2 separate regions of the Capra hircus genome follow, and region 2 is linked to region 1. Evidence: chromatin contacts called from public Hi-C data. All regions are on one chromosome and are shown on one strand. Each heading gives the region's core, a stretch centred on a gene start, on an enhancer-like site or on the middle of the called end of the contact. The rest is flanking DNA. Distances are from core to core; before and after follow the strand shown.

Region 1 (7,709 bases), core at 1,953-4,452:
AAAACGTCTTTCTGGTTCTGGGTGTACTCCACCAACATCCGAGCCAGCTGGCGTCGGTCTTCCAGCTCCGCCGCCAAGCGCCCATTATATTCGGCTAGTAACAGACATGCTTCATCTACTGTTTTTGAAAGACGTTCAGCTGCCTCTTTGTCTAAATACAAGCGAGACCAAAAAGAGAGAGACAATAAATAATGACACAGGCATAATTGCAAAGACTTCTGGGGGAGGTTAGCAGTTTCTCCCCTAACACCCAAGTCCAAGAATAGGCTGGAACCTGTACACAATGGACTGGCTGGCAAAATAAATCAAAGGTACTTACTCCTGTCAACAAAATGGGACCTTTCTGAACTTTCTGAAATGAGACAATTGTACAAAGAGGTGAATCTGACAAAGAACTTCAAAATGCCTATTCCTACAAAAGCTCTACAAATAAACAGAGAGATTTACAGTCATATGTGAAACAATATTTCCCCATCTCTGAAAATTTCAAAACTGCTTTCTTCATATTACATCATTAAATATTCTTTGCATATCCATCTGAAATACAAAGTAAGCACCCATTTCTTGAGTGTGAAAACTAAGACAATAAAAGCTACACAACAGATTCAGTATCGTGGGCTTTGCTGAGGAGCTGTGGACTCAAAACCATCGCTTTAAAATGGACCTATAGGGACTTCCCTGGTGGTCCAGTGGTTAAGACTTCACCTTTCAACGTAGGGGGTGTGGGTTCGATCCCTGGTTGGAAAGCCAAGATTCCACACGCCTCATGGCCAAAAAACCAAAACATAAAACAGAAGCAACATTATAACAAATTCAATAGACAAAAAAAGAAAAGCTTGATTAAAAGTAAATAAAATGGACCTGTAAGATTATATTTCTTAATCTCTGTAAGCATTAAACCTCTTGTTCAGCAAAATATAGAGTCTGATAAGACAGAAGCTTTTAAATGCTTTTGAATGTGACCCATGCTAAGAAATACACTTTATATAAATATATATTAAAAAAGAAACCAAAGTTTTATTAGACAATATTTCCTTCAGTGTGTACAGAGCATTCTATCTGCCATCTCATTTAAAAAAAAAAAAGAAAAAGCTTGGTTATTATCTACCAGACTGACTTCAGGCCTAATTAATGGGTTGCAACTCATTGGGGAAGAAACTGCAGAAGAATCAAAGTATAAGAAAGGGTGTCCTTGGGAAAAAGTGGTGAACCACACTCAACCTCAGAAGTAAGAAAAGACAAAGGATGATTTGTATTTTAAAAATCTGATGTACTTAATTACGTGTGGGGACGGTGAGGTTAACACTTAAGTATGTATGTTGCTGTTGCTGTTGTTCAGCTGCTAAGTCGTGCCCAACTCTTTGCAACCCCATGGACTGCAGCACGCTAGGCTTCCCTGTCCTTCACTATCTCCCTGATTTTGCTCAAACTCATGTCCATTGAGTCGGTGATGCCATCCGACCATCTCATTCTCTGTCGCCCCCTTCTCCTCCTGCCTTTAATCTTTCCCAGCATCAGGATCTTTTTCAATAAGTCAGCTCTTCACATCAGGTGGCTGATAGTACTGAAGCTTTAGCATCAGTCCTTCCAATGAATATTTGGGGTTGACTGGTTTGATCTCCTTGCTGTAAAAGGGACTCTCAAGAGTCTTCTCCAATACAATTCAAAAGCATCAATTCTTTGGCACTTAGCCTTCTTTATGGCCCAACTCTCACATTAGTACACGACAACTAAAAAAGCACAGCTTTGACTATACGGACTTGGCAAAGTGATGTCTCTGCTTTTTAATATGCTGTCTAGGTTTGTCATAGCTAAAAAGGCTTTAAAGGATCAAGAGAGTTCGGTGCTTTGAAACAAAGCACTAGAGACGCCAGTAGTTCCATGGGATAAGCTGAAAGTGAGTGTCAGTGATACAGATTTGTTGCTTCCTCTGAATACAGGCGGTCAAGGTGAGAGAGTTCAGCACAATCATAGGTAACCCAGATTTAAGAATTCCCCACAGAGTTTCTCTGGCAAACAGTGCCTGACTATTAGATGCTGCCTCAACATGAATACTGGAAGGTGAACTGTTGAGGGATTCCAAATTAGGCCTGATGCCAAAGATCAGGTACTTCTAGGCTCCCCCGGGACAAGGAAACAACAGGATGTTCTTGGTGGAGGAGGAGTGAGCCAAAGAAAAAACAAAGGAGAGAGACAGTTTCAGTCACCGAGGGTAAAGAGGACAGCAAAACTTATTCTTCTAGACCGGTGGCACAGTCTAGGAACAAGCTGCTGGGGTCGTTAGGTTGGTTACCTTCGTCACTGCTAAACTATTTTTGTAATGGTTAATTTCATTAAAATGTTTCAGGGCCTGTGGCAGAAAATGACAAGTAAAACACTACTTTTTGAGATTAAAAAAAAAAAAATCAATTCTCACACTCCACGAAGTTGTACAAGGGAAATAATTCATTCACACAAATAATTACAACCCAGAAAAAGAACCTGTGATAGTTTTATGAGCCAAAGAAAAAAATGCAGTTGAAATGTAGCAGTGAGATGCTCACTTTGGGGAACTCACCAGTGGCTACCCTCAAATGCTCTGCCCTCCCAAGTCCACAGACAAGCGCTGTGTGCCTCTTTCAGTCACTTACACATGGGCACCCCATCTGCTTCCTCCAAGACCCAAGTGTCTGGGACCGTCACCTGTGTGTCCCCAGCCGTCTCTCCCTCCGGAAGCATTCCCACTAGCGCACACACTGCTCTACCTTCTGACCATGGGTCACTCCCCAGCTACCGTGCCACATGCCTGCTCCTTTTACAGCGGAGCTACTCGACGGAGCTGTCTCTCCTCGTGGTCCCCACCCTCTCTCCTACCAGGTCACTAAACTCACTCCAGTCAGACTTTCATACCCCAACCCTTCCAAGCAGCCTGACATATATGTGGACTGCTATTGTGTGTCCAACGCTGTTCTAGTAACACAAAAGACCAAAACTTTCTGCCTTCAAGTTTACATTCTCAGGGAGGAAGAGAAATAAATAATACACTATATTTTACTTATTTACCAGCTGAAGATAACTCTTGAGAACAAAAAGGCAAAGCATTTGGAAGGAGGTGGTGAGAGAACAAGTCATGTGACCATCTGGGGAAGATCATTCCAGGCAGAAGAAACAGTCAAGTACAAGGGCCCTTGGAGAGTGCTTGGCAAGAAGCCCACATGACTAGAGTGTTCTGAGCAGAGTGGGGCATGATCCAACTTCTATTTTAGTGGATCACTCTGGTTACTATGTTGAAGACAGACGGATGACTGGGGGACAAGAGGCAGCAGGGAGAGCAGACAGGAAGCTACTGGGATAATTCGAGTGAAGATGGTGGAGACTCCCACTAGGCGGCAGCAGCGGAGGTGGTAACAGGTGTCAGGTTCAAGCAGTAGTTCAGATCAACAGGAATGATGAGAGGGTCATCTACTGAGATAGGGAAGACCATGAGACAAATTTGGAGGGAAGAGGAGTCTGGTTTGAGGCAGGTCAAGTCTGAAATGTCTTTCAGGATATCCAACTCAGTAACACTCAGAGCAAGAGGCTGGATGTATGGGTCTCAAGTTCAAGGAAGAGGTCAACCCTAGAGATGTAAACTAGGGGATCATTAGCACAAAAATTGTTATTTAAAGTCATCAAACAGGATGAAAGGAAATGTCAGTGAAACTAACTAGGGAAGAGAGCTAATTTATTCAAAATTAAGAGGAGAAGAAGGGAAGAAATCAACAAAGGAGCCTGAAAAGACACGAGGTTAGAGAGGAAGGCCAGAACATACGCCGTCCCAGCTTCCCCCTGCCGCCAGTAACACAGCATCAGAAACCTGGTGGCTTAGAACAACACAAACGTACTATCTTGACATTTATCATCATGGCCCTTTCCTCTATCTTCAAAATGCATCCCTCCAACTTCTGCTTCCCCAGTCACATCTCTTACTCCTGCTCTCCTTGCTCTTCCAAGGACCCGGCCCACTCGACTAACCCAGGAGAATAACCTCCCCGCCGCAAGATTCTTTACTCAACCACATCCACAAAGTCCCTTTTTCTATGTAAGACAATATATTTGCAGGCTCTAAGGATCAGAACATGGACATTTGGGGAAGACCATTATTCTGCCTACCACACCAAGTGAGAAAGTATTTTTAGGAAGAAGAAATGATCAACTGGGCCAAATTAAGAATGGGCAAAAATATATAAGGCCTTGATAAGACTAGTGAGGGGGGCACTCTCCATCCCCCTTCTGATGTCTATGTCAGAAACTTTGTCTCTTTTTATACTCTGCACCACACACAATGGGCAGAAAACATTCACCACTGAATTTAGCAACATGGAAGTCATCAGCCAACACTGATAAGAGCAGTAAGTGAAGTGAAACCAAAAGGGGGAGCGGGGAGAATAGAGACAGATGAGTATATGCCATCTATTTAGAATGTTCAGCTACACAACAGAGCAAGGAGACAATAGCCAGAGGAATGTACCAGGCCAAGAAAAAAAAATTTTCCACATGGGAAAAAAATATGTATTTTTATGCTATGGAGAATGACCCAGTGGGGCGGGGGCGGGGGAGGGACTGGAGATGCAGGAGAAAAGGGGAAAATTGCTGGAACGTGCCCTTGGGTGGGTAAGAAGAAACAGGCTTACTAGGCTAATGGGCTGCTTTAGAAAACAGCATGCTCATCCACAGAAATAGGAAGAGAAGTTAGCCAATGTTTATCATTTGTTTTGTCCAGCCACATACAATTGTGAGTGACGGCTGCCAGGAGCTGGGGGGTGGATGGGGACAGTGAATTGTTACTTTAATGATAGACAGTTTCAGTTCTGCAAGATGGAATGAGTCCCAGAAATTGGCTGTACAACGTGAATGTACTCAGCTCTTCTGAATGGCACACTTCAGAATGGTTAAGATGGCAAGTTTTGTTAGGTGTATTTCACCATAATTAAAAATCAAAATAAATAAATACTTTTTAAAAGCCATGTAAGTCCTTTCCAGTGGTCACGTATGTGAGAGTTGGACTGTAAAGAATGCTGAGCGCCAAAGAACTGATGCTTTTGAACTGTGGTGTTGGAAAAGACTCTTGAGTCCCTCGAACTGAAAGGAGATCCAACCAGTCCATTCTAAAGATCAGTCCTGGGTGTTCTTTGGAAGGAATGATGCTAAAGCTGAAACTCCAGTACTTTGGCCACCTCATGCGAATAGTTGACTCATTGGAAAAGACTCTGATGCTGGGAGGGATTGGAGGCAGGAGAAGGGGACGACAGAGGATGAGATGGCCGGATGGCATCACTGACTTGACGGATGTGAGTTTGAGTGAACTCTGGGAGTTGGTGATGGACAGGGAGGCCTGGCATGCTGCAATTCATGGGATCGCAAGGAGTTGGACACGACTGAGCGACTGAACTGAACTGAAACTGAAGTCCTTTAAGTCAGTGAAAACAGACAAATGCAATTACACATGCTGCTAATTTTATGTTAACTTGTTTTCAGTTTTGCAGACTGTGATTCAAAAAGTTGGGTTTTTCCAGGAGACTATAGGGTGAAGGGGAAAAAGAGCAAAAGGCACTGAGGGTGTGTGTGAAGGGTGATTATAAAGATCCGAAGCCGAGTAACAGAACACGAGGCCAGGAGGGGGCTAAAGGTTGGGAAAAGGGGGAAAGATCAACAGCCTGTACGCTCAACAGGTTGTTCAATCCAGTGGGTTTGATATCTGGGGTGGGGGGAGCAGAGAGCGAGCCAAGAGGCCAGGCTGTGTTCTCCAGCTATCCCACTCCTGCCTGAAGGGCTTCCCGGCCCCTCTGTCTGAGTAGCACTGCCTTCCCTCACATCTCCTCACAGCTTGCTTCCTAAATGCAGGTGGGGGCGGGGGCGGGGCGGGGTGTGGAGTTCACGCGCACTCCTTCCTCTCGACTGACCACACATAGAGCGGGAAGAATGTCAACCACCCCTCCCTGTTTAATTGGGGGTGATCACCACAAGGCCAAGGTGATATGACTAACCATATAAACCCGGGGTTCCTGGCACTGAAGAACCTCAAGGGGGCGTGGCAGGGTACAGTGTAAAAACCATGACACTGAGCCATACATCTCTTATTTGTTGAGGGGGTCTTGAGTTTAATGCTTCCCCCTCCTTTGCCCTCCTGCACACACAGTTTGTACCCTGGTTTCAAAAGACCTTACTTAAACTGAGTACCACAGGCTGAGGCACGCTGCATTTCCGCAATAACTCCTCGAGTATTCAAGCTCAGACTACGCCAGCAGCTCCTCTGTTCAGTCTGTGAGTTATGTTTGCAAATCTCAAGACAACAGAGCACCCAGCCCCAGGTGGAAGGTCTCTATCTGCAGACGTTGGCATGTCCTGGGGTCTGATGCACTGGAGATATGTTTCCCCTCCCTCATCCTTCACCCGACCTCTAACTTCTCACCTGTTATTTTTTCCAAAAGAGAAACGTCTTGCACTTCCTGGGGTAAAGAAGCAATTTTCTGTCGGACAGTAGCATCCCCTGATGCAGCATTTTCTAGGTCCTGCAAAGCTTTGATCAGCTCCTCAGTCTGTACAAAGAAAACAAAGATAACACCATCCGTGAAGATATGTGGGGATGTGGGGTTTAGAGAAACTTAGCTGGAGTTCAACAAGGTGAAGGCGAATTCTATAAATGATCATCCCTGACATTTAAAAAAGAACCACTGTCCTTACCCCAGAGTGTATACTGAATCAGTGATACGGATTCTAAGAGAATGCACGCTGTATTTCTAAGTATGAGGCAGAACACAAATGAAATTCTACATAACTGTGAAAAAGAATTTTTTTTAAAGAGTATGTTTTTGGAAACTTAAGAAAATGCAGTCTGGTTTACACTGCTTAGTTTCAAAGGATGCATGATATCTAGTATAGAACGGGCTCCAGTTCAGAGTAAAGGAACATGTATGAAATGCTCTAGCCACCTGTGTGTTGGCTGTTTAAATAAAAGGACACTACCTATTTCAATTCTTTCCTAGACTTGCTCTACAAAATGAATGTCACAAAGATGATGTTTTTGATTTCAGCAGCCACTACCAAAATTAAATGTGTCAAGCTCATTAATTATAAACAAAGAGGGAAGAAAACAAAAACAAACAAAAAAAACAAACCAAGAATGCATATTCTGTGTATAGCAAAAAAGGGTTTTTTAATTGTCAGGGAAACATACAACACTGACAGGTTAGCTAGTTCACAATGACCCCCAGAGTACCATGGAGATGGCAGTCAGGTTATCCTGAAAGTTGGTCATTTGGGCTGTTCTCTTGAAAGTTTTCAAATGCAAAGATACATGGCCTAACACTGTTTTCATGTAACTCCCAGGCTAATCTGACATCTTAACATAACACACATCAGACATGCTTTCTATTTACACTGGCCTTACACACACCCACATGCAATAAAATAAAGCTGCATTAGGCAGAAGGAGAGGCAGTGCAACTTAGTGAGATGTGCATGGTCTTCGAAGTCAGCCAGGCCCAGATTCAATCGAAACACCGAATAAGTTACTTGTCTCCTTGAGCCTCACTTTCTTTGACTGTAAATGAATACATAAACAAACAAACAGCTAAAATGAACCAACCATACAGAGTTCATGAACTACACAAGGGGGTCAAACAATGCAAATATATGGCTAAAAACTCAGTCAATGCTAGCACCTGGTCTAATATTTAAATAGCCTATAG
Region 2 (7,709 bases), core at 1,780-4,279, 160 kb before region 1:
GAGCGATTAGCATTTTCACTTTCATAAAGCTGATAATGAAGATGACTAAGGATGCTATTCTAAGTGCCTGGCACCAAAAAACCCATTTAGTCTTCACACAAGCCTCTAGGGCAGGAACTACTGTGCTCCCATTTTATAGAGGAAGTGGAGGCACAGAAAGGTTAAGAACCTTGCCCAAGGCCTCATAGCTAGCAAGTGGTAAAGCCAGGCTGAAGTGGGACCCAGAGAAGATGGCCTCCAACCCTGCCATCTCACCCCTCCTACTGTTCCCTCCCCCACTATACCCCAGTGGCCTGGGAGTAGGTCAGACCTGTCCTCTGTCTTTTTCCCTCTCATTTCCAGCATGAGTGGTTCTCAAACTGTGGTCCCTGGACCAGCAGCATCAGCCTCACCTGGGAACCTGTTAGAAATGTGCGCTCTCATGACCCACCCCAGAAAAACTAAACCAGAAACTTGGGGGGAGGGCTCAACCGCCTGGATTAAAAAAATAATAATTCTCTTGATGTGGACCATTTTAAGATTCTTTATTGAATTTGTCACAGTATTTCTTCTAGTTTACATTTTGGTTTTTTGGCCGAGAGGCATGTAGAATCTTAACTCCTCGACCAAGGATCAGACAGACCTGCATCCCCTGCATTGGAAGGCAAAGTCTTAACCACTGGCCCACCAGGAAAGTCCTGCAGCCTGGATTTTAACTGGCTTTCCAGGTGATTCTGATGCAGCTAACGTTTGAGAACCACCAGCCTGCATGTCCTCCTGGTGGGTGGAGGGGAGTGGTGTCCTCTTCGCAGGCTGACACCCCCACTCTGGGCCTCCTGTCCTGCAGAAGCTGGATCCTTTCCTTGTTGACCTTCGCCAGGCCTCCTGCCTGCTAAAGGCTTCCATCGAGGAGTTTGAGAAGGGTGAGCCCCCTGGAGGGGTGCAGGTGAGCCAGGGGCCAGAAGTGGGGAAACCACAACACACCCCGGATTCCATGGACCAAGGGCTCAGTGAAGGGGCTTTGTTTTCATTGATTCATTCAGCTGATATTTACTGGACAGTTACTATGTGTCATGCCCTGGAGACCCAGCCTGGGGCAGATCGACTTGTCCCTGCCTTCATGGGGCTCATGGTGCAGTGTGAGAGGTCATTAAAAAAAAAAAAAAGTAAATAGAAATGGACATTTCACTACAAGTGATGCTAAAGGCTGTGAAAGTAAGATTGAGAGTAATGGGGAAGGAGGGTATTGAAGCTGAGCCTTGAAGGATGAGATGGAACCCTGGGAACAGGAACAGGACTGTGCTCCAGGTGGAGGGCAATCATGTTCAAAGCCCTGAGGTGGGGCTGTGCTTGGTATATTTGAGCAAGGAGGCCAGTGTGGAACAAAGTAGGGGAAAAGGAGGAGACCTGCTAGGTCCACAACTGTATCAGGGAGAAGCTGAGTTGGGATTTGATTCTAAATGGAAAGGGAAGCCGCTGGACAGTTCTAAGCAGCAGTGGGATGATCAAATGGGCCCTTTGAGATCTGTCTGGTTGCCATACAGAGAACAGACTACAGAGGGAGCCAGGGTGCTGTGGGGAAATCAGCGGAGCCCTGGGATGGATGTCCCAGAAAGAGATGATGGTGCTTGGACCAGTGAGGTTGCCATGGTGATGAGAGGAAGCTTGGTTTGAGGAGATGTTTTAGAGATAGAAAGGATGGACTTTCCGTAAGACCTTGAATACCAGTTGGGTATTCAAGGGGAGTCAGGCAGAATCAGGGAGTGGGGAGCCCTGGAAGGTTATAGGAGAGTGGGAACTGAGCCTCAGGCTACTTCCCTACCCTGGCAGGAGGCCTCCAGGTGTCTGAACAAGTCCAAGGAGCTGATGGAGGCCGTGCTAAGGGACCCAGGCCTGATGAGCCTCCAGCGGGAAGGCGGAGCCACCCTGGCCAGGCTGAGACAGGAGGGCAGCAGGCTGAACTTCAACCCGGACGTCAGGTATGGGCACCAGGCTTTTCCACCCCTACTGCATCTTGTTCCCCAGGCTGGGACCCAGAGCTGGGGCCACTTTGCTGAGGGGACACATAGGGTGGGCTCTGAGGATGTCTGGGATGGGGTGTTTGCAGTGCCCATACCCCAAGCTGAGGCTTCTACCTTGGCAAGTCCCTTCTTTGTGACCCTCCTAAGCCCAGACATTGGAGGACAAGCTCCCCCGCTTCCGGTGACCATCATCAACCAAGCACCATCTTTGACCTAAACCCTGGGCTGAGGGCCTTCAAGAGCTTGTCTCTTTTTCCTAAGATTACATGAGGCCCACATCCTCCTAAATGGATGATGTGGGTGATGTGGCTGATGGATGCTGAGGCTGAGCGAAGGGAAGTAAGAGCCAGGCTTTGTGAACACTAACCCCTGAACTGCCCTGCCTTCCCTGGCAGGGGCCTGAGAGAACTTCACGGTCTCAGAACCACAGAGCGAACAGTGCACATTCCTAGAAAGTACCAATTTTCTTAAAGTTAGGGATGGGGTGGGGTGCAAATCAGCAATTAAATCAGCCAGCAATTGTAAAAATTTTGTCTCTGTTAGAATGAGCACAATTACAAAGTTTGCGTAATCTTCCAAGAATGTTTTGGTTATTTAACCAACCCCAAATAGCACTTAGTATGAGCACAGCATTGTTCTAAGGGCCTCAAGAATGTCAACATGTTTAATTCCCACCCACAAAGTGGATCCTAGTACCGTCCTCATTTTACAGTGGAAGAGCCTGAAGCTCGGAGAGAGGATAAGTGACTTGCCCAAGGTCATGCAGCCAGGACTTAAACCCAGGCAGCCTGGCCCAGAATCTTGAACACACCACCCTGAACTGTGCCCACAGACAGATTCATGCAGATGTGAGCGCTGGACAGCAGCTCCTGGAGGTGGAGTCATCTCCCTGCCCCTCACATGGCCTGGTGGGGCTGGCACTGCCTTTCCCAGGACGCCGCTGCCTGACTGGTTGGGCTCCAGGGCCCCTTTGTTTCGCCATAGGCCCATCCAGACCGCTGGCCACCAGCAGTTCCACGAGGGGGCGCTGTGGTCCCACGTGAGCCACTCTGCGTGTTGGTTCTGCAGCTCCTGCCTGTCCCCAGCTTCCTCCCGCCCTTTGCCAGACAGCCTGGCATTTTCCATCCTGTTCACTCACCCGGGGCGCTCACCCATTCCCTGGAAAGGCAGTGACCCGTGGGAAGGTGCGGTCAGATGAGGCTCCCTCCAGGAAAATGGACTCTCCTTCCCTCTCCTCTTTTACTTTTTCCTTCTAAAGGATCGCTAGGGCAGAGGAGGGTGCAACCACCTTGTGAAGTGGGTTCTGTTACAGAAACGGAGATGCGGAAAGGGTGAGGAATTTACATAAGCTCCTCTTACTGGAAGGTAGCAGGCCTGGGGTGTGAACCCAGATCTGTCCAGCTCGGCTCCTACCTTCCTAGGGAAAGACAGGGTCATTTGGTTTCCTGCTGTGGCCTCTGGTCCTCCCAGTCCCCCGGAAGGCCGAGGCTGAGGCCCAGAGAGGTGTGGGGACCTGCCCAAGGTCACACAGCAAGTCAGCAGCTGAAGCACCCAGGCCAAGGCCACAGAGTTGAAGGGAGTTAGGGAGGCAGGCCTATGCTGGGCAGGAGTGCAGGGAGTGGGGGCCAAGGGATCAACATCTTGGGTTTTTCTCACCCTCCGTGGCTTCCCAGGAGCCATCTGGCCGAAGCTGCCGCCCTCTACAGCCTTGTGGATGAGCAGCTGCACATCCTGGCCACTGTGTCCAACCACCTCCTGAGAAGGCTGGAGCTCCGTGTCCGTCTGGGCCGCCTGGAAGCTGCCATCCACCAGGTGAGAGAGGGGAAGGAGGAGGCTGGCCCAGGGACCTGAGGGTGGAAGTGGGGCTCCTGCCGCTCCAGGCCCTGCCCCAGCCAGGCGCTTTGCTCTGGTATAAAGATACCAGGTTGGCATTTCTTGGAGAGCCAGGTAGGGGTTCTTGGAGCACACGACATGCACTCCGTAAGGGTGCTTGGTGACTGAGGACATAGCTCGAGATGCTACTTTTATTTTATGTATATAATTTTGTATATTTGTTTATTTATGGCTGTGCACGGGTTTTTCTCCAGTTGCGGCGAGCGGGAGCTACTCTAGTTACGATGCACAGGCGTCTCATGATGGTGGCTTCTCCTATTGCTGGTTCTAGGTTTGCTGGGCTCAGTAGTTGCAGCTCCTAGGCTCTAAAGCACAGGCTCATTAGTTGTGATGCACAGGCTTCGTTGCTCTGAAGCACATGGGATCTTCCCCAACCAGGGATCAAACCTGTGTCTCCTGCATTGGCAGGGAGTTTCTTTACCGGTGAGCCATCAGGGAGCCCCCCAGAAGCTGCATTTCTTAAATACCAGCTTTGCCCCAAGCCCTGGGCTGGAGCCTTTGTGACCATCACCACTTTTCAACCTCATCCCTTACCAGCGACATAGGCAAGACTTTAGGATTTCGCCTACTCACTGATGAGGAAACGGAGTCTGGGAGACGTTACGTCACCTGCCCTTGTCGCACACCTGGGGGTCTGATCCTGGAGCGCACACTGGGCACCATCCTGTCCAAATGCCGGTGCCTAGAGCCACCACCTCCCTGCATGCTCGGGGTCGTGGAGCACAGGGTGCCTGGAGCCAGACGGCTTGGGTTCCAGTACCGGCTCCAGCACTTACTAGTGGTGTGATCTAGACAAGGTACTTAATTATTCAGTGCCTAGGTTTCCTCATCTGTTAAATGAGGGATAAAATTAGTGGCCACATGGGACTTTGTGAGGATAAAGTAGGTGAGTATGTGCCCTTTAGGACACCCCAGAATATAAAGAGGACTCGTGGGATCGAGAGCCATTTTACCCCATCTGTCCCTCATTGAATCCTCATGTCTCCAGAATTATAGGGGGGTGTTTCAGGCCAGGTCAGTGGGCCCCCAAATGACTGAGGATAAGACCTCAGCCTCTCACGAAAGCAGGAGGCTGGCCAAGGGATGTTTCCTCAGTAGTCCCTCACATCCAAACCTCCCTCCCTGCTCCAGGTCAGCCACTGGATGGAGCAGGAAGGAAGCCAGTGCCTGCAAGTGCTGACCCCCAAGGACGGAAGCTTGGAGACAGTGGAGAAAGCCCACGCAGAGTTCGAGGACTTCTTCCTTCAGGCTGCGGTGCGTTCCTGAGACTGAGGGACAGGATGGGAGCAGATGGAGAGGACCAGAGCAGGGTGGGGGTGGCACTGCTGGGAAAAGGTGCCAAGGTGGAGAAGTACTAGAAAGCTGCTCGAGACAGTGGGGGAAGCAGCTTGGATCACAAAGGGTTCGGCTTAGATACCGTCTCCTCCAGGAAGCCTTCCCTGACTACCCAGTCCAAAGATAACCAGTCTCAGAATCCCTGATGGATTTCTTAAACTACAGATTCCAGAGTCCTACTCTAGTCCTACTGAATCAGCCTGGGAGGCGGGGGGAGTCTGCCTCCTCGATGTGCTGGGCCCTGGGGCCCAGGGCAATTCAGCCCCTGTTTTAACCTTCAGGGAACTTTCAGGCCAGTTTTGTTTTGTTTTGTTTTCGGAGGGTGGGTTGGAGGGGCAACAGGGAAATAGTCAGAAAGGGAACACCATGGTGACATAGATGAGAAGCCTCTAACTCAGACTCTGGGGTCAGGGAATTTTTCCAGAAGAAGGTGACACTAAGTAGAGTCTCAGTGGGCAAAGTGAACCCCGGGTTCCCATTTTATAGATGAGGAAACTGAGACTCAGGAAGTCTCATATCTTGGTAGAGAGGCTGGAGCTGAGTGGACACCCTTCCCTCCCCGCTCAGGCCCAGTACCGCCGCGGCCTGGAGCTGTGCAAGCAGGCGGCCCAGCTGGCAGCAGCAGCCAGGGCTGGGGAGGCAGGAGGGACCGAGCTCCCAGAGCTGGCAGCCTTTGCCTTCACCCAGCGGGCTTTCCAGGCGAAGCTGACCCACTTCTACATGGCAGCCGAGCGGCAACGCACAGACCTGGAGACACTGCTCCACCTGCACCACTTCTGCAAGAAGGTGAGCCTTCCAGCATAGGCTTCCCACCCCTGCCCCCAGCGCCTGGAAGGAGGGGTGGGGCAGGAGCGGCTGGACACAGCGCTAGGCTCTCTTCATTCCACAGTCACTTCCATTGGAAAGAGAATCAGCTGCATTTTCTGAAAGGGAAGCAAGGTTTGCAAGATGAAGTTACCCTCCTAAACCAGATCCAGCTGATCTCTGAACCCGGTTTGTCCCACTACACAGGAGCCTCCCAGGGACACGAACTCTCAGAGGACCCTCAGAAAACATCTGCTTCTTAAGTGATGGGTTTAGGGGCAGGTTGTTGTCGTTCAGTTGCTCAGTCATGTCAGACTCTTTGTGACCTCATGGACTGCAGCACGCCAGGCTTCCCTGTCCTTCGCCATCTCCCAGAGTTTGCTCAAACTCAGGTCCATCAAGTCGGTGATGCCATCCAACCATCTCATCCTCTATGCCCCTTTGTCCTCCTGCCCTCGATCTTTCCCAGCATCAGGGTCTTTTCCAGTCCGTCGGCTCTTTGCATCAGGTGGTCAAAGTATTGGAGCTTCAGCTTCGGCATCAGTCCTTGCAATGAGTATTCAGGGTTGATTTCCTTTAGCATTGACTGGTTTGATTTCCTTACTATCCAAAGGACTCTCAAAAGTCTTCTCCAGCACCACAGTTCAAAAGCATCAATTCTTCAGCATTCAGCCTTCTGTATGGTCCAACTCTCACATCCATACCTGACTACTGGAAAAACCATAGCTTTGACTATATGGACCTTTGTCGGCGAAATGATGTCTCTGCTTTTTAATATGCTGTCTAGGTCTGTCATTGCTTTTTGGAGCCTGGAGATTTCTGAGAATCCGATCAAAGTCATAGACTTGCCCTCCATACATAGACCTTTGCAGGCAACTTCATGGGGTGAGAACCAGGCTGAGAACCTTCCTTGATCTCGTCCCACCTCTCTGTTGCAGAGTTGGGGCAACAGGAGGAAGAGGGGTAATGCCTCATGGGTTAAGGGTATCTGGAAGCTTCTCTCCCTTGTTTATTAAATTTAGCCAGTTTCAGCCCCATCAACCTTCTCTGGAGAAAGCAAATTAGCTCCAACACAGAGGCCTTCGCACTGGCTGTTCTCTCAGGCTGGAAAACTTTTCCCCTTGATGGGCTGGCTTCTTGCCTTTGGTAAGTCTCAGCTCATATGTCCCTTCCTCACAGAGGCCCTGCCTGAGCCCCAGCCCCTGCCCCACCCGCCCCGTTCGCTCTCATCACCCTGTGCTGATGACTTCATGGAGCTGTTTGCAATCTGAGCTTATCCTGTGGCTCCATCACCTGCTCACCTCTTCCTTATCTGTCACTGTGAGCTGGGCTCCCCGAGCAGGGACCAGGTCCAACTGGGTCCTGGTTCTATCACGGTGCCCACGGCAGGATCAGCACCCAGAAGAGGCTCAGAAATTGGTCGCGTGAATGGAGGAAGAGTGAGGAGTCTGGTGGAGGGAGAAGAGCTGGGAGGCATGCAAGAGCCCAGAGTCTTTCAGAGGTCGTACAAGACAGGAGGGGATGGCCTTAACCTTCATTCCCACCTGGCCTGTCTCGGTGTTCAGCCTGGGTAGGCCCTGTTCTCCTCTCTGGCTTTGAATTTTAATCCTTACAATAAGCAGTGGGGCAAGATGGTTTCTGAGGTGCTGTCCACCTCTATCTGGCTTGGCCTGGAAT

The links. Hi-C and Micro-C count contacts between places; a contact is called where the count stands out from the background.
Region 2: a Hi-C map of blood shows a contact between it and region 1, with 2.8 times the contacts expected there. The contact joins two enhancer-like sites. A contact is called at or near these places in 4 of 5 Hi-C or Micro-C datasets (blood and liver).

The regions. Positions count from the first base shown.
Region 1 is chr13:66,498,909-66,506,617 of ARS1.2, reverse strand. RPRD1B (regulation of nuclear pre-mRNA domain containing 1B) reads right to left here. Exons shown (of 7, transcript NM_001319277.1): 5 at 6,431-6,557; 6 at 1-151. Among named protein-coding and RNA genes, the nearest start is that of RPRD1B, 27 kb to the right of the region's middle. Within about 2 kb of position 3,202, at least 2 of the 5 cell types and tissues checked have an H3K27ac peak or open chromatin away from gene starts, as enhancers often do.
Region 2 is chr13:66,657,146-66,664,854 of ARS1.2, reverse strand. It overlaps KIAA1755, which reads left to right. Exons shown (of 13, transcript XM_018057849.1): 8 at 827-925; 9 at 1,810-1,958; 10 at 3,674-3,812; 11 at 5,025-5,147; 12 at 5,796-6,014. Among named protein-coding and RNA genes, the nearest start is that of KIAA1755, 32 kb to the left of the region's middle. Within about 2 kb of position 3,029, at least 2 of the 5 cell types and tissues checked have an H3K27ac peak or open chromatin away from gene starts, as enhancers often do.